Linked DNA regions of Mus musculus: regions 1, 3, 4, 5, 6 and 7 are each linked to region 2. Evidence: chromatin contacts called from public HiChIP or PLAC-seq and promoter capture Hi-C data. All regions are on one chromosome and are shown on one strand. Each heading gives the region's core, a stretch centred on a gene start, on an enhancer-like site or on the middle of the called end of the contact. The rest is flanking DNA. Distances are from core to core; before and after follow the strand shown.

Region 1 (3,441 bases), core at 265-2,764, 1.5 Mb after region 2:
GGTAACGGCCCTGCAGGGGTCATCTTTCCCAGGTGACTCCTACAGGGCAGTTGGGCTGAGACTGTGAAAAGGGGACTCTTCCAGAGAGTGGGGGGTGGGGGGGGTGGGGGGCTTGGTTGTTTCCTGTCTCAGAGTCTAGGCGGGACCAGATCCGGAAGGGGACTCGCCCTGCCCCACCCAAATCATAGCGTGGTGATTTGCTAGTCTTTGCAACCCCAGCCATGGCCACCGTCCCTCTCCAGCACATCTCAAACTCCTCCACCCTTCCGTTTACTAACCATATTAGAAGCAGGAACCTAGGGCTGTACCTCTCTTGGGTTTTGTGCTCTGGGAGGAGTACTAGCCTCCTTGGGGCCCCAACTGTCCTCTCGGTGTGTGGGGCCCGCTCAACCCCAGGCAGGCCTCTTCAGGGTTCCTCTTTCTCTGCCCCCTCTGACAAGTCACGCCCTGGGACTACAAGTTTTGTGACCTGCAGCCACTGTCTTCCTCGGCTCAGCATACAAAGCATGGAGGGCATGCTTGTGAGCTTGCTTTTCGAGAGAATGAGGCAGTCTAACAAAGCATTGAACTCATTTCCTGGATAAAGCTCTCCATGTGGCAGCCTAGGACCTCCATCTCTGCACCTAGTGAGATTCCTGGTCCCCAGTTGCTCTCTAAGGAGCTTCCTAGCACACAACAATCCTCCCTAGGAGGTGTGTATGAAGTCCAGCCGCACACAAGGCCATTTAACATGCTGTGCTTCTAGCTCCTGGACCCCTCCCTGCTTTTTTCAGTGAGAAAGCAGGCTGCACTGTCAATTCTCCTAGTCCTAGCCTGTGACCCCTCCCATGAACAACTCCCAACCCAGAACATCATATCAGCATCATATCAGCTTGCTTCGATTATTGCGATTCTGGGGTGGAGGGCACTTCATTTTGGAGTTCCTAAGGAAACTCAAGTCGGGTCACACATGGGACCCAGGGGGAAAGCATCAGCAGGTGACAGAGAGGAGATGCAGTACATTCCTGGTCCCCATGCCTTTGCCTGTCTTCCTCAGGACTCTGGGCTTGTCAACCAGGGTGTTGTGAGGGTGGCTGGGCAGCTCCATTCCTGACAGCTGGTTACTTTCTGAGTGGCCATTATCTCCTGGAGATGCTATCATTTCAGCCTGTATTGTCTAGGTATGTGTAGCCTTGTCCCCATTCCTGACGATGGGACCAGGGTACCTTCAGGGCTTCTCTCAGGTCTGTGTGGATGATAAGGGAGGAAAGGAAGGAAAGAAGCCCAGTACCGCATCCCCACCCCCACCTCACATCTACCTGAGCTCTAGGTTCTTCATGAAGTCCTCCATGGTCAGTTGATCCAAAAGCACGAAGTCTGGTTTCCCATACTCAGGGCCTTCTTCGTCCTCCATCCTGCCCACTGCAAGCATCCAAGGCAGGTCGCCAGAGCTTTCTGTACAGAGGTGAAGGGGAAGGCAGAAAGGGGAGGCCCAGCCCTGCCTGACTACTGCAGTACTTCAGTAAAGTAGGAAGTGGGTTCTGCCCGGGGAGTTTGGCCCTGCCCATTGCTACTCCCCTGCCTTGGTGCTTCAGACACTGCTTCCTGCTCCCTGGCCCACAAGGTCCATGCCTAACTGTCTGTCCTGATGGGGTCTTTACTGGCTTCCTTAAAGCTCTTCCCAAGCTAGGTTTGGCCATACCTGTCTGTAATCCCAAGCACTCCAAAGATTACGGGCAGGCTGGAATTCTCCCTCCCCTTGTCTGTCTGTCTTCCTTCCTTCCTTTGCTCCCTCCCTCTTTCCGTCTCTCTCTCTCTCTCTCTCTCTCTCTCTCTCTTTCTTTCTTTCTTTCTTTCTTTCTTTCTTTCTTTCTTTCTTTCTTCTATCTCTGTAGTCCAAGCTGGCCTCCCCAAAGTAGCTAGGATTATACCAGGCTCAGTAAGAAAGGATGCTTCTTCTTCTTTCTTTCTTTCTTTCTTTCTTTCTTTCTTTCTTTCTTTCTTTCTTTCTTTCTTTTTTTGGTTTTTCAAGACAGGGTTTCTCTGTGTGTCCTGGAACTCACTCTGTAGACCAGGCCAGCCTTGAACTCAGAAATCTACTTGCCTCTGCCTCCCAAGTGCTGGGATTAAAGGCATGTGCCACCACGCCTGGCAGGATGCTTCTTTTAAAACGTTTTAAACATCTATTTTGTGTACAAGTGCTTTGTCTACATGTATAAGTGCACCATATGCATGCTGGGTGTCTGCAGAGGGCTAGAGGGCTGGGTGGCCGTAAACTGCAGACCTTTGCAGGAGCAGTCAGTGCTCTTAACTTCTGAGCCATCTCTCTAGCCCAATAGATATTTCTTTTATTATTATTATTTTGGTTTTTTTTTTTTTTTTTTTTGGTTTTTCGAGACAGGGTTTCTCTGTATAGCCCTGGCTGTCCTGGAACTCACTTTGTAGACCAGGCTCCAGGCTTGCCTCGAACTCAGAAATCGGCCTGCCTCTGCCTCCCAAGTGCTGGGATTAAAGGCGTGCCAACAGATATTTCTTGGCCTCTCGTGGTTACCCAGCTGAACATCGCTGCCCCAGAGCTCAACATCAGCCAGGGGTGGCCACAATAGAGTTTAAACCATAAAGACTTCCTGCCTGACCCAGCAGATGAGGCAGTGGTGGGGACTCGGCACCCTGCGATTCCTCCCCACAGTGACAAGGGAGCGGAAGAGTACACTCTCCAGCCCTCTAGTGGGCTAGCCTTTGGTAGGACCCTCTTGCATATGCTCAGCTTCGTTCTCTCATCCAGCCTCTGAGATAAAACCATTAACTCTTGGAGCTCTGGGGCCTCATCTTAGCTCTCACAGGTCTTGGCTTATGGTTGAGCTTGTAGATTAGTGGTACATTGAAAAATGGCTAGGCGACCACTCAGGTTTCTCTGTGCAGTCCTCCCTCCTGATTACAGGGTCTGCCAGTGGGCAGCTCTCTCTGCTCCCTTGATGGCAGGCCCAAATGTTCCCAAATATGTGTTATTTGCAGGCCAATTTTGAGAGAGCTTGTATTCACAGATATCTGACAACTGTATTTTGTTTTGTTTTTGCTTTGTTTTGTTGTTGTTGTTTTGAGATAGGGCTTCTCTGTGTGTCCTTGACTGTCCTGGAAGTAGCTCTGTAGATCTGGCTCACTTTAAACTTAGAGATCTGCCTGCCTCTGCCTCCCATGTGCTGTAATCAAAGGTGTTCTCCATCACCATCTGCTGACACTTGTATTTCAACCATTCCATTTGGTTTTTAGGATTATTTAATAGTGCAACATACCTAATGAAGTTTAAGTTCTAATTCACCATGTGGTAAAAGCAGGTATCATTAGTGATAAGATGAGCCACTGGCCAGAACTGTCCCAGATGCAGTAGTATGGCTCTGGCTCTGGCTCCTCCCTGAGGCAGTACAGCCCTTATGCCCCAATCAGGCTGCTTCCTTTTAAGCC
Region 2 (3,460 bases), core at 289-2,788:
GGGATGGGACACCCAATGTGGATATCAGAAGACTCACCAGCTCATCAAGGTTTCGAAGGTCATTGGGCGTCATGCGGGGTGTGCGGGTGGGAACCCCTGGTACAGTGGCAATTTCAGTGACATCCTCTTCAGCAGCAGGGACGCTGGAAACCTGAGGGGTAGCTCGAAGCTCCCGCTCGATCTCCTGCTCGAACTGTACCAGCCTCGGGGCAAGCAGGCCAAGGCGCGCCCCACGCCGGGCGACCTCCAGCAGGCAGAGCACCACACTCTTCTCGTTCTTGCGTAGCACCAGGTCCTCTGTCTCAAACATGAGCACTTCAGGCACGCCCAGCTCAGCCCGGCACCAGCCGATGAAAGAGGCCACGTTGTCTCGGGCCATGAAGGAGCCAGGCGCCACACTGTGTGCCTGGAAGGCCACACCTCGGGTTGGACGGGCAGCAGCCAGAGCCCGGGCAGCCTCGGTGACAGCGTTGGCATGTTGGCACAGGGTTGTGCCTGTGGCCAGCCCCGTGAGGAAGCCATCGCCACTGCCGGGGAGACCTAGACTGTACAAAGCATTGAGCCAATCGGCCAGGTCTTCCTTCATGGCTTCCACATAGGCCTCACTGGATCGGAAGGGTCGCACACTCTTGGCGGCAGAGCCTGCGATGCCCGCCACTGGGTTCGCCATGCCCAGAGCCAGTGGAGTCACTGTGGGGACATAGGTCAGGATTGCTGTGAAGACTCGAAAGGGTTCAGAATGGTCCACCTCTACCAGCCCGCCACTCAGGGGAGACGCTAAGTTTAAGAGCAAGCTGTGAACAAGCAAACGTAGCACCACATTGTTCTCACGGTGCCATGACCTGCTTTAAGGGACTCAGTAACATTTACACCATTGTAGTGTTTATGTTTGCTGTCTGGCTGGTCGGGAGAGGGTGGCTGGGGACAAGTTGGCACCCACGAGGAAGAAATGCCATTTAAAAACATGAAGACATGTGGGTAGGGAGGGACAGGAGAGGAGCCTCGCCCAGAACCACGGAGAGACTGTTTCCATTGCTCAGCCCATAACCTGCACGAAGTCCCGCCTTTCCCTTCTCCTCTCCGCTAAGGGCCGCGCCACAGGCTGAGCGGCGACCGCGTCTCCATTCTACAGATGAGGAAACTGAGGCGCAGTAAGGGCAGGCATTCGCCGAAGGTCGCAGAGCAGTGGGTGGAGGAATCGGGTCACCCAGGCAGGCCGGATTCCTGCTGCGAAAAGCCGCCCGAGCTGGTGCCTGAAAGGCCGGGACTCCGAACGGCCCCCGCGAGCCTCCGCAGTGCTCGAGGCCTGGTCCAGAGAGGGTGAGTGCCCAGTCAGGGTCACACAGCCCTGGGAAGCAGAGAGCCCGCACCGCCCGGCCCACCTCCAGGCACTCTGGCTAGGGCTCCTGGGGGTCCCCGCGCTCACCTGGCTCACCCCGCCGCCCCGGGGAGCATCGCCCCGGCGGGGCCGGAGCCGGGCCGCGCCGCCGCACACAGGCGTCGCCCGAGATCGCTGCTTCCAGGCGTCCGCTCTGCCCCGCCCCCCTGGAATTTGGATCCGGCCAGGAAGGGGCGGAGCTGCGCTCTTAAAGGGGCCGTGCCTTTCTCGGGCCTTAGGCCCTAAGGCATCACCCCCACCTCACCCCCCCTTTAACTCCGGGTCTGGGTCTTCCTAGGCGGGGTTCAGATCCTTTCAGCTGTCCTTCCCCCGTGACAGTGGCCTCCCCGGAAGCGATAGGGGCCGGGGACTGCAGAGTCACCTCCGTCCCGGGTGGACCTCTGCAAGTCAGATAACTGGGTGCTCTTCCTGCAGGACGGCCCAGGGATAGCTTAAGGTACAAGGACGATGAGGCTCAGGGATCGGAAGGTGGCTGCGGGTTAGGTTAAAAGAGGGGGTGTGGCAGGGGCAACTACACGCCTTAGGAGGAACCTGGAAGATCTAGGGAATCCTGCCCCCTACTGTCGCCCGAGAGAGGAGTGAGATGCTGGAGAGAGACTGGAAATCTTGTGGGGGTGTGTGGACTTAATTTTAACTCAGATCAAGGAAGGAGGCGACGGAGGAAGCTGAGAGTCATCTAGAGGGAAAGTTTTTCACACTGAGGAAGCCTATCTCAAAAAAAGGAAAGGAAGGAAGAAGGAAAGAAAAATGGGTAGGTTTGCAAGGCTGAAGTGGTGAAACATTAGGGCCTTGTGGACCATGCTTTTCAAAGGTCATGGAAGAGAGGTTTATTTGTTTGTTTTTTTTTAAAGATTTATTTATTATATGTAAGTTCACTGTAGCTGTCCTCAGATACTCCAGAAGAGGGCATCAGATTTTGTTACGGATGGTTGTGAGCCACCATGTGGTTGCTGGGATTTGAACTCCGGATCTTCGGAAGAGCAGTTGGTGCTCTTAACCACTGAGCCATCTCCCCAGCCCCCGGTTTATTTGTTAATTATTATTAAATTATTATTGTTGGAGTTTGTTGTGGTTTTGAGGCAGGATCTCACTATGTAGACCAGGCTGGCCTGGAACTCCCTATATAGACCAGGCTGGCCTCAAAAGTCATAGAGATCTGCCTGTCTCTGCCGCCTGAGTGCTGGGATTAAAGGAATGTTCCACCATGTCATTACTTTTACAGAGTTCTGCTATGTAGCCTGAGCTGGCTTTGAACTCATGGTGTGCTCTCTCTGTTGGGATCCCAGGCCTCTCTCTAAGGAGGAATTTAGGAGAGGCTGACGTAGCAGCCATAAGGGCTCCTGTAACTGCTGTTGTTGCAGCGTCAGGGTCAGGGTCAGGGAAGCCTCTGAGGGAGGCAAGTGGTTTAGGTTGAATGGGGAGAGGGGATGCTGGATCTTGACTGCCTGTTGAAAACTGATGATGTATGTTAGTGAGGTGAGTGTGTGAGTATAGATGAGGGAGAAATCCCAGGTTTGGGGGTGAACATTGTGGACACGGAGTTGTTAAACAAAAAAAAAAAAAAAAATAACACCTAGCAGGGAGTGAAGTCCTGAAGAATTGGCTATGGAGACTGAATTCTAAGTGAAGGAATTGAGAAATGACTTGTCCTGGAACAAGCAGTAATGAACCGTCATACCCAGCAATCATCTTCAAAATAATCTGATACACCGATACTTTTTATTACATCTGTTTAGTGAGTGTGTGTCTGTGTCAAGGTATGTAGGCAAGGCAAACTTTTGGGAGTTTGTTCTGCCTTTCACCATGTGGGATCCTGGGTATTGTGGCATGGTGGCAGGTTCCCTTATCCAGCCTCATATGATGGTTTTGTAGATCTAGGGAAGCTGAGGACTGGGGAGGTTAAGGTACCATTGCCATCAGCAGCTCTGCAGGAATTTGACCCCTACTTATAGCCACCTCACTGTGCTTCAGTGTTCTGGACATAGAAGACTGAATCTAAGCTCTGTTGGTCACCAGTGTTGTCTGACAAACTTCCTGGGGGAGATGTCACACACAAGTCTG
Region 3 (3,654 bases), core at 841-3,340, 1.2 Mb after region 2:
ACAGCTTGAGCAGGGCATACAGCAGCAAGAACTTGTCCTCTTCTGTCTCACAGACCACCTGAAATTGCTGGAGCTGGTCTGGCCCCGGCAGCTGGGACTCCTGTAACTTGAGGGTAACCTAGGAAGAGGACAGACCTGTGATCAGGAAAGAGAAGTGGTTCTGTGGACACTGCCTCACTAACCAAAGCAACTACATTAGTGCAGGATAGAACATGTCTTTAAGGGTTTTTGGTGTGTGAGCCACTGCCCCATCCCCCACCCCACCTCAGGGCTGTAACCTAAGAACTCAAAAGTACCCTAACTATTGTGGTATTAGAAACAAACTATACATACAGCATCAGTGTACAGCACAAAGACAAACATTGGGAGTAGACAGGATACAGAATAGAAGCCTGCACAATGGCTGGAAGTAGAAGACTGAAATGTACACAAGGGGAACTCTGGTCTTAGAATTTGGCTCCCTTTGGAAACGTGACCCCAAGTGACTTCCAAGCAAAGCACAGTTTGGACTAGGGAAAGCTATAAATATATAATGACTTCAAGTGACTTCCTTTCAGTGATTAAGAATTAGGAAAGACATACCTAACAAAAATAGTCCCCCCGCAAGCGCCAGAAGTTTCCTGAGAAGGATCAACAAGTTCAGAGACTTGGGTCTCAGTCCCAGATGCTCCACTTACCGGGTTATGCAGTACCAGCTCCTTCAGAGTTTGTACATCCTCATTGAAAGTGGCCGACATGAGAAAAGCCTGGTAAATCCGAGGCAAGTGACTGAAAGAAAGAACAGGGCTTGATCAGGCTCCAGCCCACCCATTCCACTCCAGTCCCAAGTCCAGACCCTTGCAGGTCTAGGAGCCACTTCTGTTTCTTCCTTACCAGAGAAGACTCTTGAGTTCATCCTCAAAGCCAAAGGAAAAAAGAAGGTCAGCTTCATCTACCACCAGCAGCTCTAGGGAGTCCCGGAGTTTCAAGGTGTTCTGCTGCAAGTGGCTTAACACTCGGGATGGGGTTCCCACCACCACATCTGGCTTCTCCATCAACACAGCTCTGCAGGTGGCAAGGATTTAGCAGCCAGACCCTCGCCCTGGCAGACCTGCCCAGGCTAGCCACTCACACCACCAAGGGCACACACTTGCAAAGCGTTCTCCCTTTGGAGGCCTGCAGGTTTCACCCACCTCTGAGAAGCTGAGTCTTCTGCAGCTGAGACGTTAGCCACTCGCACATCCCGAGCACAGTAGGCAGCCAGTTGCTGGATCATGGCCTGGGCCTGCCGTGCCAGCTCCTTGGTAGGAACAAGAACAAGGCCTCTCACAGCCTGCTCCATTACAGGACCTGTCTGTAAGAACACCAATTCAAGACCGTTCAAAGTACTGGGTCCGCCCAAACAGTCAGAACCATGTACTGCAACACAACCACCTAGCTGTGTCCTGATAAACTCTTAATTCTGCCCACCTCACAGCACAGGGGGCAGAGCTTTCCCAGGCACTCAAATTTAGAACTTGCTGAAATCACTTAACGTACTACGGAGCTGATGAGTCCCCCTCTAGATAAAAGGTTACTCAAAATTACAACAGGATGGCGGTCGTGGCACCAAGGCCCGGGTTGAGAGCCAAGTAACCTGAACTCCAGCTCAGAGATTAAGCTGCAAATTGACCAAGTTCTCTATGGGCCGCCTAACACTGACACAGGACCTATAGGAGGAACCTTGGCACAGTCGGGCACTTCATTCCCTATTCTTTTGGAGCGTCCTGCCTCATACTCACTGCTCCTCTCGCTACCCACCGCCTTCTTGTGGAGAAGCGACTGAAGCATCGGAATAGCATAAGCTGCGGTCTTCCCGGAGCCTGTGCGGGCGCGGGCCAGGAGGTCCTTCCCCTCCAGCGCCAGAGGAATGGCCTTTTCCTGGATCAACGTAGGTCGCGACCAGCCCAAATCGGTGACAGCCTAAGAAGGAAGAGGACGCAGCTCAAGCGGCGTGGAGTACAGCGGCACACCGGGTAGCAGCTCCACAGCCTACCCCATACCTGCAGGAGCCGGGGATCCAGGCCCATGTGTTCAAAACCCAGCGCTTCTTGGTCCTCCATGGCGTGACTCCACGCTGTCAGTGCGCACGCGTAGGGCGGGACAAACCAACAACTAATCAGCTCTGGAAGGTACGTCACTTCCTGGAAGTACTTTCTCCTGGGTGTCCGACGTTGCTACCAATTTGTGCTGGCTCTGCGCAGGAGCGTTCCGCAATGCTGTCCCTTGAACGCCCTCCGAATTGTGGATGCCTCTTCTCTGGCGCCTCAGCCTTCCCTGACCCACAGAGTGACGTGGGCAGGGCTTTGCTAGGTTATGGTTGGGATCGACCGCGTTTTGGCTAAAGGGAGGCAGCCGCCACTTAGGCACATGCGCAAAGGAATTAGGGTTCTGTGGGTAACCAGAGGCAAATCTCACTGGGCAGAAATCGCGGCACAAGTTGCTAACCTAAGATAAATGTTAAATCAGGCCTTCAGCTACTATGAAGATTTTCACAAATACTGCCAACACGCGGTGCAATCCTTAACAGCTCTTAGAAGAAGAGCCAAGTTGACTCGAACCCTTCCTGGGACCATCTTTCCCAGAAAACGAAAATCAGACTTTGTTACACATGTTAATAAGGCCCATTCTTTGAGAATTCCTTACCAGGGAATGTCCTTAGGACTTTTTCTTCTGTTTTTGTTTTTTTTTTGTTTTTTTTTTTTTGTTTGTTTGTTTGTTTTTTTCAAGACAGGGTTTCTCTGTGTGGCCCTGGCTGTCCTGGAACTCACTCTGTAGACCAGGCTGGCTTCAAACTCAGAAATCCGCCTGCCTCTGCCTCCCAAATGCTGAGATTAAAGGCATGTGCCATCACTGCCTGGGGAAGATTGATTGATTGGTTTTTTTGAGACATGGCCTCATTATGTAGTGGCTGGCCTGGAACTTGGTAGGTAGACCAGACTGGTTTGACTCAGCCTCCCTAGTGCTGGAATTAAAGGCATGCACTACCACCCTTCCTTGGGACCTCTTAAAACACCTAAAGCCAAAAAAGTGTCAGTTGACCTTAGGCCCATTTCTTCTGGGCGCTGTAACTATTGTTAGGGCAATAACAGAAAAGAGATTGGTGGGGACTAAAAACATTTACCAACAGGGTCTTATAGTGACCACCTATTAAGAAAGGGAAAGCCCTCCTGATAACAGGAGGGGCTGAGCTGAAGGAAAAGACCAATAAAAGGGGTCATTAAGTGGGCAACAGGATCAATGTAGAGCACTTCCCTAGCGTGCATGATGCCTTAGAGTCTCAATCAGCAGCAAAGGAGAGGAAAAGGGGGAGACTTAAGGTGGGGCTAGAAGCCTAACTGCAAAACGCTGGACTCTGGCACCTGTGACTGCAGTGAGCTCAAACTGATGATCTAGATCAGTGCTTCTCAACCTTCCCAATGCTGCTACCCTTTAATACAGTTCCTCACGTTGAAGTGACCCCCATCCAGAACATCATTTTTACTATTTCACAACTGTAATTTTGCTACTCTTATGAATCATGATGTAAATGTGTCTTTTCTGCTGGTCTTAGGTGGACCCTGTGAATGGGTTATTTGACCCCTAAAGGGGTCATGGCCTACAAGTTGAGAATGACTGATCTAGACTAACTCCCTA
Region 4 (3,447 bases), core at 908-3,407, 1.1 Mb after region 2:
GCCACTGGGATACTCTTTCCTCCTTTCATAACCAAAACAAAAGTTCTCACCATACTATGGAGTGGCTAAATGACAAAAAGGGCAAAAAGATTTGGAATTAGAAAACTGAAGTCCTGAGTTGCAGGAAACAGAGTGAAGTTCTTGTTGTCATCTAACCTTGTTGAACTACTACGTCAGATTCAGAGAGCATGGCGATCAGGTGGCAAGACTTCATTATAAAGAAACACAAGGTGCCACCTCTCACCCTCTCCAATTACTCAACCAGCAGCACTTGGGCCACTGATAAGGATGAGCTACCCCAGGGACTCATCGGTTTCCATTCTGAAACTGAAACTCAGTAGCAAACCTTCCCACTGATCACCTCATGGTCATTATGTTAAGAGTTACTAGAACATTCTAAGCTTTGGCTTCTTCCACTGAGAGGAACTGAAGAAAGTAACCCCTGACAAGCCCACAGAACAGATTAAGATGGAAGGTAAGCCAGGTGGTGGCAATTCGAGTCTTTAATCCTAGGCAGATATCTGAGGTTGATGCCAGAGTGAGTTCCAGGACTTCAGAGCTACACAGGAAAGCCCTGTCTGGGGCTGATGCAGGGGTCAACAAACAGCAAAGGTGACATGAAGCACTTTATAGGTTTGTGAATCAGACTCTACACGCCCCTCAAAACCTACTTCAACGTCTCCTACAAAACTGTCTCAATTTCCTAACTACCACTTCTATCACTTCCTTCCAAAGAGCTCTACCACACAGAGAACTAGCAGAGCTCTCTATTAGTGTCTGTGCTTTACTCTCTGTACAGTGTCAAAAGTAGACAGACCATTATTTAAATATCCATACCATCAGAGTCTATACCGCAGCTGAGAGTGTTAAATATATTCATTAAATGTTTGCTTATTACTAACTCAACAATGTCAACAATCCCAGCGCGGGAGCGTCGGGAAGGAGGACCATAAGTTCGAAGCCATCCTGATCTACCTGGCAAGTTCCAAGTCAACCAGGGCTACACAGCAAGATCTTGTCTCGAAAGAAAACAGTTTTTAAAAAGGTGTCCAAACAACTTGAGTCAGTCATTAGTAACGCTTCAAAAACAATAAATATAACCTAGGACATATAAATTTTAATCCAAATGTAAATTTCGTAAACATTACAATTGTCCACCAACTTAGTAAGTCACTGGCAAGAGGCCACACCCACCAATCAATACATACCAGTCATTCCTGCCACCTCCGAGCCCGGGAATTCTGAAATCTACTAGTTTCTCCCGCTGTGAAAGTCCTCCTCCTACAGCCTGCACGGTTTGAACCCTGCCTAACAAGCCCCTTGCACCGTTCTGGGGATGCCCACAGGGCGCTGGGAGGCCCTCAAACCCAGGCTGACAGGTCCAACACCTAAGCATCTCCCGCACAAACCCAGCCTGTACCCAAAGAAGCGCATTCCTGCCAACGGATCCGTGGGTCAGATAACGCCTGGCCATTTACTCAAATCACCTGGTGGCACCCCAGAGAGAATCACAAACCCTGAAGGGTGGGCTACGGAGTGGCGCAGTTCCCAGACGTAGGACGCGAGCCGGGGCACCTCTGGCGCTGGGAGGTGGAACTGGGGTAAGGACCTGCTGGACCCCAACGGCCCGCCGCCTCTCTCCACCTCACCTGCAGCACCAGGGCCTGTGCGGCCCCGGGCGGGAAGCCCATGCGGTCCGAAGGGTGGCGCAGCAGGCGGTAGAAGTCGGTCTTGCGGTAGAGAAAGCCGAAGAGCACGCGCAGAAAGTCCTGGACATTGCCCACGTGCTGCAGGATGCCCAACAGGGCCTGGTCATAAAGCTCAGCAGCCCCGGGCTCCATGGCTCTGCTGCCCGAGGGACGCGAACACAGTGGGCACCGCCTCACACCGGCTGATTGGCCACTTCCGGCGTGCGCGCCTAACGGCTCCCCCCGGACAGCGAAGACGCGGAACTTCCGGTCCGCGCTTGTTACTACCGGCGGTAACCGATCGTCGTTCTTGCGGCTCTGCTGGATCTCCTCCGCCGCGACACTTGCCTAAAGGAGATTGGTATGCGCTCAGTACGGTTCCTACATGCAAGAATAACCATGGTCACGATGCGGAGAGCGCTTGCCAACCATGTTTGAAGAGGGCGGAAGCATTGTGGTGACGGCCACTTGACGTAGTCCCTGGAGGTGTCACGTGGTCTGGGAGCCTTTCTTCTTTCTGGATTGAATTCCTGCGTAGGTGTCTGGTGCGCCTTCTTATAATACCACATTTTGTTTGTTAGCGGAGGGAACGGAAAAGGAATATTGTAGAATTGTATGGAATTCCTATTAACAGAGCTATGAGTGAAACTCAGAAGGTTGCACCAGATTTCAAGGTGACTTGAAAGGACAAGAAAAGTGTGAAAAGCTCAGTGAAGGAAAAAAAGAAGTATGATACTGTAAATATGTGTGTGTGCATCCGTATGTATAGCATGTGTGTATACACGTGCCGTTACTAATACGTGCATATAGACATTTTAAGAAAACGTTTATGTAAGGTTGACACACAATCAATCTGTGGTTTATACCTGTAATCCCCGCATCCAAATCATGGCCAACCTGGGCTATAGAGTCAAACCCAGTCTCAGAAGAGGGTTGGGGGGAGACGAAAGACAGACAGATTAGGAACATATGCTAGGTCACAAACCGAAGACAAATGGCTGAGATGCCTAATAAAATATCAAAGCAGACTCTGGCCACCAGTCTCCCTCAGTACCTTCTGGTACAGGATCCTTCTGGCTGGCATACTAATCCTGACCTCTACCCTAAACTTCTCCAGTCCAGAGTCTGAGCTGGCCTTTTCCTCCCCAAGCTTCTCTGATTCCTATGTAACCCAGCCATTTTGGTTATGAGGTCCTTTTTACCCTTTGGCCTCTTGGTCTCCTGGCCTCTTGACTCCAGGTCTCTTCTACCCTCTCCCCTAACCCTTCTCACATGGCCCAGCTCATTCTACAGCCACTTCCACCCTGAATTCTCCCAGATGCCTCTGCTTCTGGCTGTCTGCTCCCTCCTGTCTACAATAAACCTCCTCCACCATACCTAGAAGCCATCATGTCCTCCTTTTTGTTTTTTTTTCATTCAATGTAGCTAAATTGGTAAAGTGTGTGACTAATGTGTCCTGAGTGTTGTATAAACTGTGTAGTAACCCACATGTGTGACTAATGTGTCCTGAATGTTGTATAAACTGTGTAGTAACCCATACCTGTAAACCTAGCACTGGGAAGGTGGCGACAGAACCAGAAATGTTTATTCATCCACATAGCCAGTTCAAGACCAACTTGGGCTCTGCAAGGAGATCCTGACCGGAAAAAAAACAACAACAACAACAAAAAAGATTTTAATGAATTTCATCTCTACTAGACTAACTAACATCTACAAATTAACTTTTTTAAAAGACATTGTCTTACTCTGCAGCCTTGGC
Region 5 (3,703 bases), core at 49-2,548, 1.2 Mb before region 2:
GTATATTTTGTGACAAGGTCTCGTGTATCCAGGCTGGCCTAGAACTCCCTCTTGAACTGAGAGTGACCTTGAATTTCCAATCCTCCTGCCTCCAGCACCTGAGTGCTTGATTACAATCGTGTGCAACCACGTTCAGTTAAGAAGAAAACAAAGCACCTTTAGGGGGATTCTAATAACGTTCTCCAGTTCATTTTCCTATGAGTTAGGAACAACTGTGGTCAGGCTGTGCTTGCTAATACAAAGGAACGAACATTGAAAGCTACCCAGTTCCACTTTTCTGGTTTTTATGCAGGATGACTCAACATACCCAGGTGCGGATGGGAAGACAGAGTCAACGGTCAGGAATTTACACACAAGTCTAAGTCCTATTTTCAACCAAAAAGAGACTAAATATTTAAAGACCCTCTTTACTTAGTGATGCACCAAATTTATCAAGTAATAAATACTGGTCATTTTTGAAACAAATTGTGTTTCCATAATAAATCCTCTGTAGGACTTGTTACATCCTTGGCTGATGCCGGTTGAAGAAGGGGGACAGGATTGGAGTCAAACATTGGGGAACTGAAGGCTTTTCAAGGACGCTGGAGAATGGGAAGGCCTGGAGTTGCCAAGTCGATTGGAGCCTGAGACCAATTGCAGACGTCAAGCCTACACTACGCCAGGGTCAGGATTCATTCGGAAGGCTAGAAACGGGACAGTGCCTTCGGCCCAGAAAACGGGCTTCTGAAGGTCCTACGGGTTGGCCTGAGTCTGAAAAATCCTGCGATCGGAGACATTGCTGCGATCAGAGGAACATCTAAGGGCGGAGGTTGGGGGGGGGACACGGCTGGAACAAAGTGAGTCGGATTCCCTTACGGGGTCCCGGGTCTGACAACTGCTTTGTATACCCGAGCCACACCTGAATAACAACTTGGGGAGTGGGGACCGCGGCCGCAGGAAGTAGATCTGTGGTTGGACGTGGAGGCCAAGATCCGGCTGGCTGTCCAGTCTCTCGCGCCGGAAGTTCGAACCAGAAGCGGTAGTCTCTTCGGTACCTTTCCTGTAATCCGAGCCCAAGTCCCATTTGACTGAAGGCCTTCTGGGCTGTGTAGCGGTCTCTGACTGGCTAGAGAGCGACTCAGGAAAGCTAGCAAGACCTAAAACCATGGTGGAAAGACACGCGGTCGCAGAGCAACTATCTACACTGGAGTGCGTTGCCTGGGAGACAACCGGCAAGCAGACCGCGTGACAGTCTTTAGGCGTTCTTTGTGAGGCTCTGTTGGGCGTGTTGCCTAGGAGACGAAGGGTGAGTGGGCGGGGCGTGCAGGCGGTGGGTGTAGCAATGGTCCTTCTGGCTACTTGGCGCATTTCTGTGAAGACAGGCAGCCCACCCAGCTTTTCCCAAACGCCTGGGAACTGCGTAGTCCTTCGAGGTACAGAATCAGTCGCGGGGTCCCCCTAAGCCCCGAACTGCCCATTGTTCCGCGAGGAGAAGCCGTTGCTACCAAGGTCCGGAATCATGAAGGGCCCTCTCTTTCTTGGAGAGGGTCGTCCGCGGCTCTGCCCTGAAAGATTTCGGGGGCACTGAGGGAAGGAGGTAAGATTGTTTGAGTCTTGTCACCACGTAGAGAGGCCAAGCTTCCTAGGCTTGTTGTGGCACCTTCCACTCATCTACTTGTGGACTCTGTTCCACGTTTATAACCCAGAATTTAACCAGCGCCCCACCTATATTTGCCAACTTTCTCCAGAAAGTGTAATCCACCAGAAATATCAGCCTTCAGAACTTGCTGTCTAATGATGAACAAAACTGGTTTTCCTCGAGTCTCAGGTTTCACGGCTACAAATTAACTAGATGCCAAAAGCCTGGTTGGTTGTAAAATGTAAAAAATGGAGATGACGTTTCTGTTTCCTCTCCTCCCCTCTCCCCCCCCCTCCCCCTCCCCCTCTTGAAACTCTTGAAAGAGTTCCAGTAGTCTGGTCAGGAACACCACATCTTGCTTCAGCTTCCAGGTCTGCTCTACCATGTCCTACTGTCTGTGATCGCTTCTTACTATCTTTGCAACTCTATAACAAATGCCTTTATTTGTCATTCCCACAAGCTTTGCATTTTAACTTTACCTCTGAAGGGACTGAAGAGAGCAGAAACAAAACCAAATGTCACTTGGAAGTCACATTCCTTGGAAGGCAGGAACAGGGAGACAGAACAGTGGAAAAATAACTGATTGGCCTGAGGTTACCTGAATGACTTTTCATTCTGAGAGGATAAGTTAGGCCATGACCTTATGCTAGCTGAAACTGGCCTGCCTGGGAAATCCTGATTTCTCAAAGGTTAATTTTAAGAAAACAGCTTTGTTTCTGTGACAAGGAAAAAATTAAATCAAAACAAACAAACAAAAAACCCTGTAGTTTGTTTCCTCAGCTCTTTGTTGGGGGGCAGGACCCATAAAGCAAGGGCCCCACCTTTCTCTTCTACCTCCTGAATGCTGCAGTTCCAGGTGACCATCACCAAGGCTCTTTTCTACTTGCTCTCAGTTGACTTTGAGGTCATTAATGTTGGAAGTCACACAGCTGAGCAGAGAACATGAGTTTCCACTAGCTGTGCTGTATGTAGATGACACCAGTCATGTGTGCTGAAAACAGCTAGACTTGCTGGCTGGTTATGAGAAGATGGAAAGACTTGGCATATCACTTTCCCTCTTGTCACCTTTAACCTTTGGGTCCAGTTCTACTTAACGTAATCGGAACATATCCACCCTAATGTTCTTTCAGTGGCTTCTACTCCCTCAGCTCCTAACCACCCTCTTTCTCCTGAAACCACCCCAGTAGACCTAAGGCCCGTCCCTTCCATTGTTCACGGTCTCTCTGGCCATGGCTGGCCCCCTTCCTCTGTGTGAAAAGACCCCCAGCACTTGGGCAACAGTTCTGGCTCAGTGATGTGAATGTTGGTGTAATCACTGAGTTCTCTGCTGTGCTTCTCGATTGATGGGTTCTTGCCCTCCAAACTTCCTCCTCCGTCCTGCAGGTTTCAGTGGGCACAGCCTAGCAGAAAGATGCAAGCTTAATACGGCACGGACTGTCGACTTCCACTTTGATGACTTCACCGTGGAGTGCCTTCCCAGTTCAGATCCCCCAGCCTTCGATCAGAGGCCTCTCGCAGATCACCAAGAGCCTGTTTATCAGCAATGGTGTGGCTGCCAACAACAAGCTCCTACTGTCCAGCAATCAGATCACCACAGTCATCAACGTCTCAGTAGAGGTAGCAAACACCTTCTACGAGGATATCCAGTATGTGCAGGTGCCTGTGGTCGATGCGCCCGTCGCACGCCTCTCCAATTTCTTCGATTCCGTTGCCGACCGTATCCATTCGGTGGAGATGCAGAAGGGCCGCACACTGTTGCATTGTGCTGCTGGGGTGAGCCGCTCAGCTGCGCTGTGCCTCGCCTACCTCATGAAGTACCATGCCATGTCCCTTGTAGATGCCCACACTTGGACCAAGTCATGCAGGCCCATCATCCGGCCCAACAGTGGCTTTTGGGAGCAGCTCATCCATTACGAGTTGCAGCTCTTTGGCAAGAATACAATGCAGATGATGGACTCGCCAATGGGACGGATCCCAGACATCTACGAGAAGGAGACCCGTTTGATGATCCCACTGTAAGCCAGCCCACCAGTAACTCCAGTACACCAAGGTCTGAACTTGAACTTCGACTTTTGTTGCTGCAGG
Region 6 (3,640 bases), core at 118-2,617, 1.4 Mb after region 2:
CTAAAATGCAAACTATAACCAAAACAATCAGTTAGTTAAAAATAAAGGCAAGTGCTCTTAACCATGGGGCCTTCTCCCCATCCCTGTCTCTACCTTATCCACTATACTGACTCAGTCTTGCCTAGACTGTCTAACCAGTCAGTCTCCATTGCCTCCAGGCCTGGACTTACAGACTCCTCCCAATGGCCTGGCTTTTACATAGGTGCTGGGGATCCAAACGCAGGTAGGTCCTTGAGCTTGTCCTGCAAGCACTTAACAGTTTTGAGAAAAGCAGGTTTACATGATGCTATATGCACAAAGCACACTGGTACAGAATTTTCCAGTTTGGCAAATCAAAACTCTTTGTAGTTCAACCTAATGTGCTTTTGGTCTGATTCATCCAAATAAGGCATGGCCAGACCCACATTCCTGAGGTTCTGTGTCTAAAGGCCTTACAGCTCGGGAGCCAACTCCAGCAGACGCTATGGTGAAGGGTCTTCCACAGCACCGACTTTCCCATACTCAGGCTTTGTTTATGAGGCAGGGCCTCACACTTACAGCTCAGGCTGTATGGAACTCACTATCCTCCTGTCTCCATCTACCTAGAGGTGGGATTTACAGGCGTGTGAAGCCTTTGAGAGCACGCCTTAGGCCACATGAGGAAATGAGAAGACCTTGGGGTATTGGGGGTCGGGGAGAAAAAAATTACAGGTAGACTCTGACCAGGATCGTGTTTAAATAGCTTCCTCCTGGAGAAAACACAAGATATATTTGGAAAGTAGGACATTTAAAAAGTATTTCATAATCTTTAAAATGAGGGGGCTGCTTGTGCCCGTTCCCCAGAGTTTAAGAAAACGGAGGCGCTCACAGGGACCTATCAGGAAGCGGTTGCCATTGCACAATGACGGTGTGGGTCCTGGATCTAGGCCCAGGGATGCCTGCCTGTTCGAGTTTCCGCAGAGAGGGCAGCGCCTCAGGACCCCGCCCGACCTTGAAGGGCCGCTCGACCTTGAGGACCATGTTTGCCTCAGTTACTTGCTCTGTGCAATGGGAAGATACGCGGTACCACTGGGGAAGACCAGGGGCCCCGACGCGTTCCTAAGGACAGCCAGATTGCGTGGCCACCCTCCCTAACTGCCCTCGGACTCTTCCCCCACCGACCGCGCCGCAACCATCTAGTAGGAGCCCGCGGGCGGGAACCTGCCTCTGCGCGCTACAGCGCACGCGCGCCTCGCGCCCCGCCCCACCCGCGCCCGCGCCCGCCCATAGGCCTGTCGCGCCGTCACTCCGTTTGGAAAGCAGTTGTGATTGATCCAGGTCCGGGCGCGCGACTCGGTGGTGGGCGGGGCCCGAACCGGGTATAAAGGAAGCCGCGGCGAGGCTCGTGCCGCTTTGCAGACGCCACTGTCGCTTTTCGCCGCTTGCTGCAGCCATGGTCAACCCCACCGTGTTCTTCGACATCACGGCCGATGACGAGCCCTTGGGCCGCGTCTCCTTCGAGGTCGGGTGGGCAGTGGTGCTCCAGGGTGGGGTCCCGGGAGCTGTGGAGGGGGAGGCTCTCTCGGGCGCGGCCCGACCCTCCGGTGGAGCGAGCGCGGGTGGCGGCGCCATTTCCTGACGAGGGGCCATTTTGGGAGGCTGGCGAGGCGCGGGGAGGCTGGGCGGGCTGCGGACAAAGCCGGGCGGGGCGCGGCCGTTGGGGGAGGGGGCCGTCCCCGCCCGTCCCGGCCTCCCCGCAGGCGCACGTGGCTGCGTCCTGTGGGGCCCCGCGAGGCCGGGCGCACGTGCTCCGCGCCTCTCCCTTCTCCCAGCCGTTGGGCCCCGCCCTGCTCCGCTGCGGCGCTGCAGCCCCGCGGGCCTCTTCCCAGCCTGCTTTCCGGAGCCCCACAGCCTTTTACTCGGATCTGAGCAGGGACCCTGCCTAAGGTCTCAGGGGCGAAGGCTCGGAGAGCCCGGACGTGCTCGTTAGCCCGGTTAAACCTAGTGGTTTCCTAAACCTAGTGGTTCCTACGAAGAATATAAAATAATCGTTTTATAGCAGACTTGAGTGTGAATTGAACCTTTGGCCATTTGGTCCGAAGTAGCCACATTTGGTTAGGGAGGCTCAAAATACCCCTCCGCGTCCCCCACCCCCGAGCGGAAACGAGAAAGGCTTGGCTTTTGCTGGTGCCCAAGGACCGCCTCCTGTCGCAGTGATGGCGCAGCGGGGGAGGCGCTCTGAACCCCTCCCTATTACCCTCAGTGAGACAGGCATGTTATGACTGGCCACGCTGCAGTTTGCATTGACCAAAGTGGATTGCCAGTAGTTACCTACTTAATTAGTTCTGGAGGTTAAGTGGCTGCTTAAAGATCAGTTAGTAATTAGAGTACCCTAAACAATTGGCGTTTTTCTTTTACAAAATTAAATATTCAGCCGGGCGTGGTGGCGCACGCCTTTAATCCCAGCACCCGGGAGGCAGAGGCAGGCGGATTTCTGAGTTCGAGGCCACGCTGGTCTACAGTGTGAGTTCCAGGACAGCCAGGGCTATACAGAGAAACCCTGTCTCGAAAAAAACAAAAAACCCCAAAATTAAATATTATTGTTAGCCTCAGTACTAGCCCTTAGGCCATAGTGGAATATGTTACTTAGTGTCTGTACTGTTAAACTCCAGAAGCTATCATTGGTGAGTTTTTAACTCAAAAGCTAGATCTCCCGATTGCCCGCCTGCCACAGTGCTGGGTACACATAGTAGGTAGGCACATAAAAAGAGCACTAGGTTCTAATTAGCCCTCACCCAGCATGTATCTAGTCAAGAGCTGATAATTGACAAGGACTCTTGTGGAAACTTGGCCTAAGCTTAGCCTGGGTAGGATAGTATCAGGTTAACCAGAGCTTAATGGGAATGAGATGAGCCCATAGGTGAAAATAGAGGTGGAGCTGCCAAGAAAGGCTTTGAAGTCATAATTTGATGAAAAAAAATGTGGACTTGGAAAGCTGTTAAGCTGTGAGAAAAAAAAAACAGTCCAAAGGAGTCACATATTTAACTACTTAAACCATAAATGTATTCCTCCAAGAGAAGTGTAGATGCTGCAACTGATGAGTTGTGGTTTTCAACTAGCTATGAAAGGGCATGTAGATATTGAAGTGTTGGAATCCTCTACAGTCCTCTACAATTAGGTTAGGAGCCACTCACCTGATGCTTAAAGCTATGCTGACAGGTTGAAGGTGGTAGCATTTTCATTGCCAGAAACTAACAGTTTATTTGCCTAATCATGCATTGTGTGACAGTGCTTTGAGAATTTGATTTTAGGTTTCAACATGAAGTTAGGAGTGATGGTATGCTTTTGAGAAGCCTCAAGTCTATTCAGAAGTAGGTGTGATGTATTAAAAGCTCTTGAGTCATGCTTAAGGAGTCTGTCACTATTTTAAGTAATGACTAGTTCCAGATTTCCTTCATATTTTTTGGTTCTCAACCCTGTAGAATCTTAAAGCTGATAGGTGTGATTTCTTACTAGGAATTGAACGTTATTACCAAAGTGGTGTTCTGAGAATGAATTTGACTCACAAGTCCCTAAAGCTAAAGACATTAAGCATGAGACTGTTCACCTATATATTAACTAGCTGTTCATTTCTTTGTTACAGCTGTTTGCAGACAAAGTTCCAAAGACAGCAGGTTGGTTT
Region 7 (3,358 bases), core at 445-2,944, 1.3 Mb after region 2:
AATCTTGCTTGAAGCCTACTTAATACTATGATTAAAATTCCTGCCTGAGCCTATTTCCCTGTTCTAGTCTAAAGTTAGATTCCTGCTCGAGCTTAACTTCCTCGGAGTGTCCCTCCTAAAGGCTCTCCACAGCACTCATCGTGTGTCCTCAATTTTCCCTTTCAAGTATTGTACCCGAACTAAATTCCTTCTTAAAATTGCCATCATCAGTGACTTCTGTTATGTATTTCACGGTAACTTCTCACATGGACATAATGACTATTTTCCTAATCTGAGACTTCAATATAATTAAAGAATTCAGATTAACATTTTGTAAACAAATATAAGGAAAATATGAAAGTTCTCAAACATACTATACCTTTAGTGTTTGTAAATTCTTTTTTTGTTTGTTTGTTTTGGTTTGGGGTTTTTTTTTTTTCCTTTGGTTTTTCGAAACGGTTTCTCTGTATAACCCTGGCTGTCCTGGAACTCACTTTGTAGACCAGGCTGGCCTCGAACACAGAAATCCGCCTGCCTCTGCCTCCCGAGTGCTGGGATTAAAGGCGTGCACCACCACGTCCGGCTGTAAATTCTTAATAGTATTAGGATACGAGCTTACATTTAGTTAAAAGTCAGTTTTAAGTCCAAAACTCTGTTGGCCTTTGAGCTGCTTAAATGAATGTGCATTTGCTCTGTGGCCTCAGATGCAGGGTGTCAGTGTTCCTGTGCATCCTTCTGACCTTCTTGCTGCACTGAGAAGAGTGAGCTGGGAACTCAGTGTAAACCCTGTTTGTCTAGCATTTTTTTTGAGCTGCAGTCATTCTTATTGCTCAGATTGGTCTCAAAACCATGTGCTCAAACGACCCTCCTCCTTCAGCCTTTCAAGTAGCTGGAACTACACATGTTTGCCACACCACCTGGTTCTAGAATTGCTTTTTAATCACCATTTTGGTGATTTGTTTATTTATCGTTTATCGTTGCCTTCTGTGTAGCCTCAGATAGCTGAGTAGTACCCAGTAAGCTTCCTTAGGTGACCACAGGCCGGCCGGTCTCCTGAAGCTGTATTCAAAGGGCATTCAAGCCCCTAGGTGTTGAGCAGGGATTCCTTGTGTGTGCCTGAGAACTGGTACGTCTGTCACCCTACCCCCATGTGCATCCTTATCTTTTAGAAGTAACACAGCTGTGTCCCTAACAGCTTGTCTATACCAGTGACACATCCACACTCTAAATTAAATGTAAGTGCTGAGAAGACTGCAGAGTCCTCAGATATGCTGGGAGAGAGACAGTTGTGCTTTCTATAATGACAACACAGTAGTGCTCTTTCACTCTTTGGTTTGTTTTCAAAGTGAAAAAAAGAAATAAAAGTATCTGCATACCCAATACCCAGATGGCAAGCACTCTCTCATATGGTATTCCGTTTTTGTTTTTTTTTTTTTTAACAAGAATGAATAATTTCAGTTCCCTTTGAAGCCTTCCCCTGTGTCTGAGCTTTGCAGGATCAGGTTGTTGACCTGGTCTGTCTTGACTCTAAATGGAAAATCGTCACCCTCACCTTAAGCAGCACATTGTTGCTTTTGTGCAGAGCTTGGGTGCTCAGGTCTTAGATGCTTGCCCCTAGGAGAAGAAGGCAGGACTTTGCCTGGTGTTTGCACAGTGTAGGTGTCTTAATAAGACTGCCTGCTCACTGGGATCTGTTCAGTCTGTTTGAACCTCTGCTTGAGAGGAAGTGCCTGGCTGCCTTCATGTGCACACTCTGGACCACGGTTCTGGGTGAAGAGTTTTATATATCTGGGAAAAGTGGTTGAGCTTCACTAGTGGCCAGGAAAGTTGGGTAGAAGTGCCTGAAAGCTTACAGGTAGGAGGCAGCGTAAGGTGTGCATAGCTGTGTGTTGTTAAGGGTCATTGGTGTTGAGTTCTTCTGTTCCAGCTCTGCCATCTTGTACAGGAAGACTACACATCCTCTTACTCTCTACAGTCCACTGCTCCCTGGACCCAGTTCTGAAAGGTGGCCACTTCACACATCAGCTCTTTTCCCTTTCTTTTCCTCTGGCTTTCACCACATAGTGGTCTAGAAATGCATAACTGTCAGTGGCCTCTTGAGGTTAGATTAGAGCAGGGGGATCAAATGGTGCTGCCTGGTGGCTTTCCCGTGTCAGGGGAGTGGCCTTCCTGTCCTTTGATTTACCGTATCCAGCTCTTCTATGAACAAGTCCTACATTTACCAAAACCGGTCACAGCAGTTGAACCCCTGATCACAAAACCCATCCTTGTATCTGTGTGTGTGTGTGTGTGTGTGTGTGTGTGTGTGTGTGTGTGTGTCCTTCCATTTGTCCCTCCATCCCTCTGTTGGTGTTACAGTATCTGTGTTGCTTATTTCTGTGGTGATGGTATAGAATTTTGGTGTTGAGGTTTTAAACTAACTCTCACCTGTCTTTTTCCTTCTGCACTCCCCCATGCTACCCCACTCTGCCTCTCAGATCTTGCAGTTTTCAAGGAACGACTTCGAATGCTAACAGTAGGAGGTATGAAAATAATGAGCCTTTGACCTTTCTGGAGTTGAGGACTTCATTTGATTAGTATGTGCAACTTTTCCTAGCATGTGATTTTGGGAAAGTTGACACAGCATCTATCAGTGTTTTACAATTTTTTAAATTGTTTTAAAATATTTTTCCTTTCACTTAGTTATTAACCAACAAGTAGAGCTGTGACCTGGTATAGGCTCGTTTCTGCTCATTTTGTGTTCTGACAAGCATTTCATCGTATCCATGCTTCACAGTCGATGTGCTATAAGCTTCCTCTGCAGCGTTATCCCCTTAGCTCCTGTGGGAGCCTGAGGCCACATTAGCTCTGCATGGTGGCGTGTCCTCTCCTCTGTGTGGTTGGTTTTGCTAGACTCTGGCTTCCTTCAGATTCTGCTTCCGGGGCATTCTGAACAAGGTCTCTAAACTGTTCTCTTATTGAAAGACAACCAGAGTACTAAGCTTTCTGGGGGTGCTTTTTGACCCTTGTTTCTGGGAAGAATGCCCTTGAGGAATCCAGAGTTGAGGTGCTGGGGCCATCTGCCTGCTATGTTCTCTTCCTACGCCTCTTTGATTTGACCAGTTTCTTTCTCTGCAGGCTTCTCTTAAGACATTTTTCTTTTCCTTTGTCTTAATCATAATACCTATGAAATTTTAAATTTCACATTTTGAGACAAATGAAGACTCGTGCAGCTGTAAGAATTGCTGGGTTTCATAACCTTTAGTAGTTATCCCCTGAAGTTTGACTATAGCACACATCACACCAGGGTCAAGCCAAACCCTGCCACAAAGTTTAATCCCTGGAAACTACTCTTGTCTTCTCCATTTCTGTAATGTTTTCATTTTATGGATGCTATAAA

What was found. Promoter capture Hi-C pulls out the DNA fragments that hold promoters and counts their contacts. HiChIP or PLAC-seq counts read pairs in DNA pulled down with a chosen protein or histone mark. Capture Hi-C pulls out chosen DNA fragments and counts their contacts.
Region 1: a contact with region 2 is called in an H3K27ac HiChIP or PLAC-seq map of microglia, with 8 times the contacts expected there. The contact joins the promoter of Myo1g here to the promoter of Gas2l1 in region 2. A contact is called at or near these places in 1 of 39 promoter capture datasets (pre-B cells) and 1 of 115 datasets of contacts at active chromatin or transcription factors (microglia).
Region 3: a contact with region 2 is called in a promoter capture Hi-C map of adipose tissue, with 6 times the contacts expected there. The contact joins the promoter of Ddx56 here to the promoter of Gas2l1 in region 2. A contact is called at or near these places in 1 of 39 promoter capture datasets (liver), 4 of 115 datasets of contacts at active chromatin or transcription factors (astrocytes, embryonic forebrain, embryonic hindbrain and 1 more) and 2 of 9 other capture datasets (adipose tissue and liver).
Region 4: a promoter capture Hi-C map of liver shows a contact between it and region 2, with 2.4 times the contacts expected there. The contact joins the promoter of Nudcd3 here to the promoter of Gas2l1 in region 2. A contact is called at or near these places in 2 of 39 promoter capture datasets (liver and pre-B cells), 2 of 115 datasets of contacts at active chromatin or transcription factors (cardiomyocytes and embryonic forebrain) and 2 of 9 other capture datasets (adipose tissue and liver).
Region 5: a promoter capture Hi-C map of embryonic stem cells shows a contact between it and region 2, with 4 times the contacts expected there. The contact joins the promoter of Dusp18 here to the promoter of Gas2l1 in region 2. A contact is called at or near these places in 3 of 39 promoter capture datasets (embryonic stem cells and liver).
Region 6: a promoter capture Hi-C map of pre-B cells shows a contact between it and region 2, with 2.9 times the contacts expected there. The contact joins the promoter of Ppia here to the promoter of Gas2l1 in region 2. A contact is called at or near these places in 2 of 39 promoter capture datasets (liver and pre-B cells), 4 of 115 datasets of contacts at active chromatin or transcription factors (embryonic stem cells, pancreatic cancer cells and stem cell-derived neural progenitor cells) and 2 of 9 other capture datasets (adipose tissue and liver).
Region 7: a contact with region 2 is called in a promoter capture Hi-C map of pre-B cells, with 4 times the contacts expected there. The contact joins the enhancer-like site here to the promoter of Gas2l1 in region 2. A contact is called at or near these places in 5 of 39 promoter capture datasets (hematopoietic stem and progenitor cells, hippocampal neurons, liver and 1 more) and 1 of 9 other capture datasets (adipose tissue).

Annotation. Positions count from the first base shown.
Region 1 is chr11:6,519,444-6,522,884 of GRCm38.p6, forward strand. It overlaps Myo1g (myosin IG), which reads right to left and starts at 1,515. Exons shown (of 22, transcript NM_178440.4): 1 at 1,299-1,515. The coding sequence starts at 1,411.
Region 2 is chr11:5,063,789-5,067,248 of GRCm38.p6, forward strand. It overlaps Gas2l1 (growth arrest-specific 2 like 1), which reads right to left and starts at 1,539. Exons shown (of 7, transcript NM_144560.3): 1 at 1,427-1,539; 2 at 1,049-1,306; 3 at 38-690. The coding sequence starts at 670.
Region 3 is chr11:6,265,639-6,269,292 of GRCm38.p6, forward strand. It overlaps Ddx56 (DEAD box helicase 56), which reads right to left and starts at 2,091. Exons shown (of 14, transcript NM_026538.3): 1 at 2,022-2,091; 2 at 1,780-1,941; 3 at 1,173-1,333; 4 at 874-1,044; 5 at 678-768; 6 at 1-118. The coding sequence starts at 2,081.
Region 4 is chr11:6,198,294-6,201,740 of GRCm38.p6, forward strand. It overlaps Nudcd3 (NudC domain containing 3), which reads right to left and starts at 2,158. Exons shown (of 6, transcript NM_173748.5): 1 at 1,650-2,158. The coding sequence starts at 1,841.
Region 5 is chr11:3,893,942-3,897,644 of GRCm38.p6, forward strand. Dusp18 (dual specificity phosphatase 18) reads left to right here and starts at 1,299. Exons shown (of 2, transcript NM_173745.5): 1 at 1,299-1,576; 2 at 3,002-3,703. The coding sequence starts at 3,071. The coding sequence ends at 3,637. 4921536K21Rik (RIKEN cDNA 4921536K21 gene) reads right to left here and starts at 1,185. Exons shown (of 3, transcript NM_026150.3): 1 at 899-1,185. The coding sequence starts at 1,146.
Region 6 is chr11:6,414,500-6,418,139 of GRCm38.p6, forward strand. It overlaps Ppia (peptidylprolyl isomerase A), which reads left to right and starts at 1,368. Exons shown (of 5, transcript NM_008907.2): 1 at 1,368-1,480; 2 at 3,602-3,632. The coding sequence starts at 1,412.
Region 7 is chr11:6,322,422-6,325,779 of GRCm38.p6, forward strand. All of the region lies in intron 4 of Ogdh (oxoglutarate (alpha-ketoglutarate) dehydrogenase (lipoamide)), which reads left to right. Among named protein-coding and RNA genes, the nearest start is that of Gm46270, 32 kb to the left of the region's middle. Within about 2 kb of position 1,695, at least 23 of the 459 cell types and tissues checked have an H3K27ac peak or open chromatin away from gene starts, as enhancers often do. A contact at or near this core is called in pre-B cells, where this site is marked.